3 separate regions of the Zea mays genome follow, and regions 1 and 3 are each linked to region 2. A link is a contact called in public Hi-C data. All regions are on one chromosome and are shown on one strand. Each heading gives the region's core, a stretch centred on a gene start, on an enhancer-like site or on the middle of the called end of the contact. The rest is flanking DNA. Distances are from core to core; before and after follow the strand shown. Region 1 holds the start of LOC100191730 (IAA-amino acid hydrolase ILR1-like 6). Region 2 has its middle 3.6 kb from the start of TRNAE-CUC. Region 3 has its middle 45 kb from the start of LOC100191730.

Region 1 (3,216 bases), core at 492-2,991, 170 kb after region 2:
GTTGCCTCATAACATGTCACACACTAAACAAACATTATCGCTAATACAATGATAGTTTGTTTTGAGCTTTCCCACGATATATCTTCTGCTACGAGTGTGAATATATAACATAACATGTACTTTCTATCTTTTTCAGATCTTGCATAATCTGAGCCTGAGTAACATGTACTCGATTTCATATGTGTTAACATGACGTCTTTTATTCGCTTCACACAAATATAACGGATAAAAAACAATAGAAAGTTTCTCAAGCCCCATCGGTAATTTAAGCTAAGACCTTAATAAGTATGTAGTAGAAGGGGATGTTTGGTTTATAGAGACATAGGTGTAGTTCAAAAAAAGGTGAAAAGAGACATAGGATAGTTGACAAACTTATAACAACCTTTAATTACTTGTGCATAGTAAATTCATCTATAAAAATATTACTAGTATCTATTTGACACAGGATTCCAGAGAAAAAGCATGAGTTGGATGCATTTATCAAGACAAATAATTATCAAGACAAATAAACGGTGTTGGCAAATTTATGGCAGGAAACACTAAGTATCAGAAAACTTGGCTTGCCTGTATATGTTTTACCGCCAGAAAGAAAGAACGCAGACGATTATGTTATTAACAATGAATCTCTTAAGGGTGTGTTCGTTTGTTTGTTCTGGAATTATAACCTAGAACCAATCTAACCAGAAATGTTTACCTAATTTGTATAAGCGTTGATCACGTGGAATCATTCCTAGCCTCAATCCTGAACAAACGAACGCACTCTAAAACTAGTTTGGAAACCTAAATTTTTTCATAGGATTTTCATTTTTCAGAAAAAAATTAGTTTATTTTATTTTGAAAAAAAATAAAAATTGCTTGAAAAAAAATCAAGTTTTCTAAACTACCCCTTAAAAACTATTTCGGGTTTGTTCGGTTCTACTTCAATCCATATGAATTGAGAGGGATTGAGAGAATTTTAATCTTTATTAAATTAAAAATCTTTCTGATTCATATTAATTCCCTCCAATCGATGTGCATCCAAAATAACCGAATAAACCCACCGTCGCGAGACATTCGTGGCCTCCACACCGCACCGCACTGTACTTGAGAATTGAGTATTCATCAGGCTTGAATGCTGAAAAGCCGTCAGTGCACGCCGAGCTGTGCTGCGCCTGCCTGCGCCACCGCCTACATCATCCGCTTGCCTCACCTAGTCACCTGTGACCCGAGCTTTCAAAAAAAAAAAAACACGTCACCTGCCTCCGTCATTCGCAGCAGTTGCAGGCTTACGGCCGCTCAGAGCAACAAATCCAGACCGTCCGTGGCCTGCTGCACCTGGCGCTGTGCTTTTCTTTTGCCGAGACGAACATTTCTTTTTGGATATTATTAGAAAAAAACGCTACCATGATTATTGATTAGTGTTACTGGATTAGTATCACTGGAATTCTGACAGCTCCCACAAGAAAAAAAAGGCCTGAGTTGAGCTGAGTACCAAGTACCCTACTACAAGATTACTACACGACAGCAGAATGCCACTGGATGAATGCTGACGGTTGGTCGCAACATGGGACGCTACACAAATCTATCAGGGAGGGGCGTCACAGGCGTTACCACTAGGCGTCGCCCACTGATGCGTCACTGTCAGCGCGGGCCCGTCCCGGCGCTAATAATGCCAGTAGGGTCGAGTGGTTTACAATGATTCCGCCACGAGCCGAATTGAATCGGAAAGGTGACACTGGCAGCCGCAGACAGGGAGAGCCCCCACCTAGACGACGCGCGGAAAAAAAATCAGCCACTGCCGTCGCCCGGCCTGGCCGCGCAATTTAATCCCCGCCATTCCTCCACCTCCCTCCATTTTGCCGCCGCTGCCGCTCCAGCACCAGCCTGCTCCGGCGCAGCACCTCAGCCCAGGCGCCCATCGCTTCGCCAGTCTCATACGGCCATGGACCGCGGCGGCCACGCGGCGCTGCTGCTGCTGCTGCTGGCGCTGGCGGTGATCCCCGTGACGGGCGCCGCCGGCGCGGCGTTCCTGGAGGAGGACGCGATCCTGGGCGCCGTGGAGCGCGCGATGATGCGCGGCGGCGGGGGGAAGGGCGCCGCGACCGCGAACGCGAGCGGGAGGCACCAGCACCGGCGCCAGCGCTACGGCGTGGGGGCGCCGTGGAGGGAGGAGATCGCGGGGCTGGCGGGGCGGCCCGAGCTGGCGGCGTGGCTGCGCTCGGTGCGGCGCCGGATCCACGAGCGCCCCGAGCTGGCGTACGAGGAGGTGGAGACCAGCCGCCTGGTCCGCGACGAGCTGGGCGCGCTGGGCGTCGGGTTCCGCCACCCCGTCGCGCGCACCGGCGTCGTCGCCACGCTCGGCACCGGCCGCCCGCCCGTCGTCGCGCTCCGGGCCGACATGGACGCGCTGCCCATCCAGGTACGTGCGCGTGCGTGCGTGCGTGTCAGCGTGTGCCGGCATGGACGTACGTACGTTCGTGATGCTCACCACCCCCATGCGCGTAGCAACCCTTCAACGAACTAGTATTCTCGATCTCTCTTCGTCTGATTCGAACCCGTTTTTCGAAATCTGAGACGGGCGAGAAGAAGAGACGTCATTCGGAGGCGCGGCAAAACAATTATTTCCTTGACGATTCAAATGGTCCCCCACGCGAGCCACGAAATCCCTGCACAATTCAGCTCATGCGGTTGCTATAACACACAGACACACCGGCCGCCCTCTGTGCGTTGGATGAGATGAGATGGCGCACACCATGGTTTTTGGTTTATTAATATGTTTGGTTTAAGGAAAAGGAAAGAGGTAGTCCGTCGTCTTTTTTACTCTCACTTTCTTGTTTGGTTTGTGAAATTAAATGTGTTGATCCATCGTTATTTCATTTCTCGTAGATTAATAATTATTAATAATACGAGGAATACATTCATTCCACCAATTTGCTTTTGAAATAAACTCATGATGTACCACCTTATCTATAATGGATTAGTTTTTTTTCAAGCCAAACACCTCCTAAATACTCCTATATTCAGAACAAACTTGCACTGTGCTAATGTACCACGATACTTAGGTTAGCAACGCACCATGATTACTTTTATTAAGTTGCATTCACCAACCAATTTAACCTAAAAAACTTAAGGTGATGGGAGCTGAATAATTCATTTATATTATATTTTAACAATCCTGCTCACGTCGAGTCTCTTTTAGATATTTGGCGTAGAATATAGGAGCGAACAATAATTATT
Region 2 (3,644 bases), core at 957-3,456:
GTGTGCTTAACTCTTCTCCTGTGCTTTCACCTTGCAAGGTGACCATGTTGGAAATCTGGCCACTGGACGAAAGCAATACAGACGTATGCGTTTGGACACGAGAAAGGAACTTGGTGCTGGAAAGACACAGCTTTTCTGGTACATACAGTAGTATAAGGTAACAAATGATTGAGCTAATCACGGCATTATCGTGAGCAATTGTTGCCATCCCAACAACCTGGGCCATGCCGTAATTTCTACCTTACTTATTCAAACAATCTCCTCCTAAAGACTACGCTAACTTTACAATGCCGATCTCATGACGGAGCTCCTGGAAGCGAATGCGCCCGAGCGCCTTTCTAAGCAGCTGTTGTTCAGTCCCGACGAACTCAACGTCGATTAGCTTCCTGTCGCAGCATTCCCGAATGAAATGGAACTTCACATCTATGTGTTTGCTCCGGTCATGATGCACATGATTCTTCATCAATGCGATGGCGGACTTGTTGTCCACCTTGAGCTTAGGTCGCTCCTCCGACGAGCTCAGCTAGCAATCGAGCCAACCAAACTGCCTCGCACGCAGCTCCAGCAGCCGCGATGTATTCTGCCTACCATGAAGACAAGGCAACCACCTTCTGCCGACTGCCATGCAATCGGTCCTCCTGCAAGGAAAAAAATGAGCCCGCTGGTGCTCTTCTGATCGTTGATGTTACCAGTGAGATTATCGGAGTACCCCAGCAACTTCGAAGTGCCTTCATTCTTTCTTCCTAGATGATAGTGCAGACCCCAATGCACCGTACCTGCCACGTAGCGAAAAATGTGTTTGACAGCAACGAGGTGCTCTTCTCAGGCGCTTCCATGAACCGGATGAGGTACCCTACTGCATATGCTAGGTTCGGCCTGGAGTTGCACAGGTACCTCAAGCTGCCGATCAAGCTGCGGTATTCGGTGGCGTCCACGCTCGGTGTTTCACCATCCTTGAGTAGCTTCAGCTTCATCTCCATGGGCGTGGCACTCGAGTTACACCCAGCCAGCCCCGCCTTCTCAAGAATCCTTGTTGCGTAGGCGCTCCGCCGGAGTGTGATGCCATTAGGCCCTTGCGTGACCTCCAGTCCAAGGTAGTAGGACAAGAGGCCGAGGTCACTCATGCGGAATGTGTTCATCATCTGCACCTTGAACTTGTTCACTGCACCTGCATCACCTCCAGTAATGATTAGATCGTCGACATACACGCCTACGATCAAGCGCGCGACTCCTTTTCCACGGGTATACATCCCATGTTCGTTGATGTAGCGAGCGAAGCCGAGCCCCATCAACGAGGCGTCTAGCTTCTGGTTCTAGGCCTGTGGAGCCTGACGGAGTCCGTACAACGCCTTATGGAGTCGAAGCACCTTGTGCTTGTTCTTGCCATTGACGAACCCTGGGGGCTGTTGAACGTACACCTCCTCCTGGAGTTCACCGTTCAAGAACGCTGACTTCATGTCCATATGGTGAACGCCCCAGCCATAGAGCGCAGCGATGGCAAGAAGCAGTCGCACAGATTCGAGTCGAGCGATTGGTGCGAAGACCTCGTCGAAGTCGATGCCAGGTTGTTGTACGTAGCCTTAGGCGACGAGGCAGGCCTTGTACTTGACAATGTTGCCATTCTCATCACACTTCACTTTGTACACCCATTTGAGTCCTATGGCGTGGTGACCACGTGGGAGCTCAACCAGCGACCACGTCTTGTTGTCGCGGATCGAGGACAACTCGTCCTCCATCGCGGCAACCCAATTTGGATCACTGTCGGCCTCCTTCAAAGTTCTGGGCTCCTCCATGCTCACGGTGTGTAGTTCAGCCTCCTCGACGTCGTGGTGCACCAGCCCGGGTGCTGCACCAACGCTATGGATGTTGTCCAGCATCCGATACTGGAGCTCCCTCCTCCCTTCATCAGCCTCAAAATTCAGGTCAGTGGTGAGCGGCATTGCGAACTCGATGCGTGGCCCGGCAGCAGGTGTTGCTGGTAGTGGAGTCTCGGTTCGTGGAGCAGGCGATGGTGAGGTTGGTGCAGATGACGTCGTAGGTCCGTTTGTAGAAGGTGGTGCGCCCAGTGAAGACGGTACGGTGTGCCCGGCAAAGGCAAACTGGGCACAACCACCTCGACGCGGCTCCGGCTCCTTGGGTCATAGTCATACTCCATCGTGAAGGAGTCGTCGCTGTCCGCTGTCGACGCTTCTCCCCAATCCCAGCATGCGCCCTCATCAAAGACGGTGTCGCGTGAGACATGAACAGGCTTGGTGATAGGGTCGTAGAAACAGTATGCCTTTGACCTGTCCTGATAGCTGATGAAGACGACTTTCTACCCGCGGTCATCAAGCTTGCTGAGGTGTGGATGCAGGTTCTTGATGTAGGCAAGGCACCCGAACACCTTGAGGAAGTGCACGGGCGGTTTCTTCTTGTACCACGCATGGTACGGTGTCAGCCCATTAAGCGCGCTGGTGGGCACCTGGTTTAGGAGGAAGATAGCGATGTGCACTGCCTCTCCCCAAAAATGTCCCGGCATACGACACGCACGCAGGATGCTCCTTGCCGTGTTCACAACCATCTGGTTTCGACGCTCGACAACGCTGTTTTGCCGTGGCGAGTACGGCGTCGAGAAGTGTTGATGAATCCCCTCTCCTGCATAGTATTTGCCAAACTGCACAGACGTGAGCTCACCACCATTGTCGGTATGAAGTACCTTCGTCTTCTTGCTGGTTTCGCGCTCGACATGCGCCTGGAATGCCATGATCGCTGTCGGTGCATCTGCCTTCGAGCGCAACAGCGTGAGCCACATGTAACGGCTCATGTCGTCGACCAGGAGAAGGAAGTAGGCATTCCCGACCGGTGTTGATGGCGAGATCGGACCACAGAGGTCACCATGTACAAGTTCGAGCTCCTCCTCAGCCCGGTACTTGACAGCCTACAGAAACGGTGTCCTCTTTTGCTTCACCAGTACGCAGTCCTCGTAGACCTACTCGATGTGGTCGATCGCCAGCAGCCCCTTCACCATCTCATCGCGCCTGAGGTTGCACTGTGCTTGGAAGTTGAGGTGGTCATAGCGCTCGTGCCAGCGCCACACCATGTCACCGACCCGTGCGGTGAGGCACACCGGGGCAACAACGTTCAAGTCGAGGAAGTAGAGCCGGCTTGGTGAACGGTGCACCTTCGCCAACAGCTGCCGTTGCAGGTCATAGAGGCATAGGATGCTGGGCTCGATGTCGACCTTGAACCCGTCCTCATCCATCTGGCCAAGGCTCACGATGTTGGTGGTGAGATGTGGGATGTAATAGACCCCATCAAGTCGATGGTGCTCGTCGGTCTTGCATGCGAAGAGGACGGTGCCTTTGCCCTCGATGTCGACCACCGAGTCGTCGCCAAATTTTACGGTGCCGGTGACGCTGGTGTTCAGCTCGGCGAAGACTGCACGCGTCCCCATCATGTGGTTCGTCGTGTCGGTGTCAAGCACCCAGCGATGAGATCCCCGGCCTCCTTTTCTTCCTCGCTGAGGTGGAGGAGAACCTTGCGCTCGATGAGGTGGACGCAGGCTTGTGGTTCAGCAGTAGGTGACGACGACCTGAGGTGTGAGCATGACATGGGCAGCGCAGTTACCTCAGTTTCCGCGGCGATGTACATCAGCGCATGCTCGT
Region 3 (3,214 bases), core at 645-3,144, 130 kb after region 2:
CTTGCTATGAATTCAAGCACACTTAATCGGGTCTAATCCGTATGGATTGTGATCGAAACGAACATCCCTTAAAGTACTAGAATCCATAGGGAGCACAACTTTCTGATACTCTGTACCCAACATACAGTCCGCGCGCACTTGATCCTAAAGAGACCAATCCATTTGTCTTCAATGAAATTTTTCATAGTTGTTGGATCGATTGGATAGCAGGTGGTTGGGGCACTTCCAGGTCTCATGCTGAAGTGAATGGGAAAAATAGTTAGTAACACGTTGTACAGTTTCGACAGCAAGAAGCATGAACCCCAAACCTTTTCAATTAACATTTTTCCTGATTAATGGATACCTTTTGAGCATTAAGACTGTCCGCCGTGAATCGTGTAAAGTAGCCGTAGGGGATTTGTACCGTAGATGGTACTATTTGTGAAGTGAAATTTAAAATAGTAGATGATGTAATGGGGTAGTTGTTAGCTAGAGACAGACCAAAAGAGCACTTAGCATTATATCCTTTTAAGTGTTCCCACACCAGCAACGCTAATAAGCGTATCCTGTTTCTCTTTGTGAATGCACGTCTTGTGAATGTCCACCATAGCAGCCAGCGTTGTGCTCATGCACATCGTGTAAGCATCCACGAAAAGCATTGTGCTGATGAGTGCTTCACACATCTTACCTTTGAGTGCTAACATTTTAGAGGACCCGTCAGATGAAATAATGTCACCAAAAGCAAGCCTTAGATTATCTAGTCCCGTAGAAATCTGTCCAGGAAACTTATGATATTCTACCACAAAACCAAGCACTTGTCTAAGGGGATGTATGGACCTTCTTGTATATAAAATTATAAGGGAGAATTGTTGAACGAACCCAGCTCATCCTTGATAAGTGACTTTTAGCTAAGATTGGCTGCCACCGAACACCAAATCTATGGCTTGTTCATTTGTACACATTTACAAAAAAATGAAATGAGCCATTTGGTGGGAGGCCGAATACAATCTTTCATGAGATTTAATGAGGGCGTCCAGATCAATATATGCATGACCCGTAGCTGATTCCGCAACCAGAATTATAATCGCGGCTAAACAGGGCATCTTTCTTTGTCCATCGAAGTGAAACCAAAAAAAAAAAAGGACATAGCTTTCAACCTCTGTTTGCTGGTAATAAAGAGAAAGGTAAGCAAGTGCATAATTCTTTTTTTTTTCATGCCAGAGTGCTCAGTATTTCAGTACAAAACCTTGTTCTACTGAAGAAACGCAACAAGGACTGGCAGGATATTGGTAAAAACCAAAAAAAAATTTGCTGAGTATTAAGGCCCGCTGATCAGTTTTAAAGGCAACTCGCCCTTGGAATAATAAAATAAGCAGTTTTCTCAACTTGCTTCTTAAAAAAACGATCCGTACTTAGTCCCCGTTTGGTTAGAGAGACTAATCTTTAGTCCCTAGTTTTTAGTACTGTTTAGTCTGTATTTTACCAAACGGAAGGACTAAAGTAGGAACTAATTGGCTTTAGTCTTTAGTCCCTCACATGGGTACTAAAAAGGGACTAAAGGGCAACATTTACTCTAATTACCCTTTCTAGAAAAGGGTGTCAAACAAAAAAAGGACATTTTAGTTTTTATGTGCTGTATTTAATGTATTTAGAGTCTGTTTAGTCCCTACAACCAAACATGATACAGATTAAAATTTAGTCCCTAGAATAAACTTTAGTCTTAGGACTAATAGAAACAAACGGGCCTTTACTGACCTCTGCAAAGTTGTGCATAATTAGTAATCCACGGAAGGAAAAGATGCTGGCCACCCTGCTCGCTCGCTCGCTCGTCGGCCGGTTTGGCCGCTCTCTTCTCTATTGACGGCGCAGTGTAAAATATGATCCCCTTCTCTCTCGTGCACTGCGTACCTGCTGGCGTGTGGTGTGGGGTGGTGTGTCAGGATCAGAGGGGAGTCACAGACACAGCTCAAGCGCCCCCGCCTGCCTGCCGCCGCCTGGCCGCGGCCAGCCTATCCACCCAGTCAACCCATGGCCACGGAGCACCCGCCGGCCGGATTCTCTGTCGTCCGTCCACGGAGGTGCGAGAGAGACGCCGGACAAGTACGCGCATGACTGCCGACGGCGACGGCGGCGGCCGTGATCAGCTCCAGTGCCGACCAATTAATACTAGTAAATAGTGGCCGCCGACCCGTCGCTACCATTGGCGCGCGCGCGCAGCTATCTAAGCGGCGGTTGGGGATGCCCTTTTCAGAGTTCCTTTCTTTATTTATTTATTATTTATTTATCTATAAACATATCATCCATTCATCCGCATTCCATTTCGCCGCGTGGTGAATGTGCTCCTTGTGGTGCGGCGACGGATCGAGAGGCGACTTCCCGAACCGGTCCGGACGGCGCCGCCGTCCTTCCGGATCCCGTCGTGTCGTCGTCAACCTTGCTGTGGCGCGCCGCGCACGCACCCACCGATGGAGAGGAGGAAGAGGATAACGGGTGGCATGGGTGGCGAACCCATCGACTCACCCAGCGATGCAAACGCTCGGGAGCACGCCAAACTGCCGAGTTGGATCGGAGTAACTGTTGAATAATTAGACAAATTCTAGATTAAATTTCGAATAGAAATCATGACAAAATGAGAAGTACTAAAATAAAAAGTTAAATCAGATGATGCGAACTGATTAGACATAATAATAAATGGCGCGCGCCGGAATCAGTAGGGTTGTCACACCCGAATTTTTTGCATTTTAACCCTTCATCGAAAACAATATCACGTTTGGACCCTAAAAAATTTTAATGTCATTTTTGGACCCTTTGCTCGGCGCCATAACCTATGGCGCCGAGGTAACACAGCTCGGCGCCATAGGCTATGGCGCCGAGGTACGTGCTGCGTTGGCACAACCCGAACTCCGTGGCGCCGATGTGGTACCGAGCTCGGCGCCAAGATCTATGGCGCCGAGCTTGGTTATATAATCATAAAGTCTGTCTAGCTCAGTTGGTATAGTGTAGGACTCTTAACCTTATGGTCATAGGTTCAAGTCCCATGATTTGGCGTTCAATACTTTTTATTTTGTCACTGATTTGTTTTTTTTTTGTCCACATTATTGTTCCTAGGACTAGATGATGAAACGTGCGCTGATTTATATTGGAAACTAGACATTTTAAAAATCTGTGCCAGCATAGTTACTATTTTGACGAAATTCAAATGTGTGTTATATATAAACTTTCTAGTTCAAAAAGA

Evidence for each region. Hi-C and Micro-C count contacts between places; a contact is called where the count stands out from the background.
Region 1: a Hi-C map of leaf shows a contact between it and region 2, with 4 times the contacts expected there. The contact joins the promoter of LOC100191730 here to the enhancer-like site in region 2. A contact is called at or near these places in 10 of 25 Hi-C or Micro-C datasets (bundle sheath, ear, endosperm and 3 more) and 1 of 3 datasets of contacts at active chromatin or transcription factors (leaf).
Region 3: a contact with region 2 is called in a Hi-C map of bundle sheath, with 3 times the contacts expected there. The contact joins two enhancer-like sites. A contact is called at or near these places in 5 of 25 Hi-C or Micro-C datasets (bundle sheath, ear, leaf and 1 more) and 1 of 3 datasets of contacts at active chromatin or transcription factors (leaf).

Annotation. Positions count from the first base shown.
Region 1 is chr5:53,366,421-53,369,636 of Zm-B73-REFERENCE-NAM-5.0, forward strand. LOC100191730 (IAA-amino acid hydrolase ILR1-like 6) reads left to right here and starts at 1,742. Exons shown (of 3, transcript NM_001399189.1): 1 at 1,742-2,398. The coding sequence starts at 1,922.
Region 2 is chr5:53,191,400-53,195,043 of Zm-B73-REFERENCE-NAM-5.0, forward strand. No RefSeq gene overlaps it. Among protein-coding and RNA genes, the nearest start is that of TRNAE-CUC, 3.6 kb to the left of the region's middle. Within about 2 kb of position 2,207, at least 8 of the 20 cell types and tissues checked have an H3K27ac peak or open chromatin away from gene starts, as enhancers often do. A contact at or near this core is called in bundle sheath and leaf, where this site is marked.
Region 3 is chr5:53,321,632-53,324,845 of Zm-B73-REFERENCE-NAM-5.0, forward strand. No RefSeq gene overlaps it. Among protein-coding and RNA genes, the nearest start is that of LOC100191730, 45 kb to the right of the region's middle. Within about 2 kb of position 1,895, at least 14 of the 20 cell types and tissues checked have an H3K27ac peak or open chromatin away from gene starts, as enhancers often do. A contact at or near this core is called in bundle sheath and leaf, where this site is marked.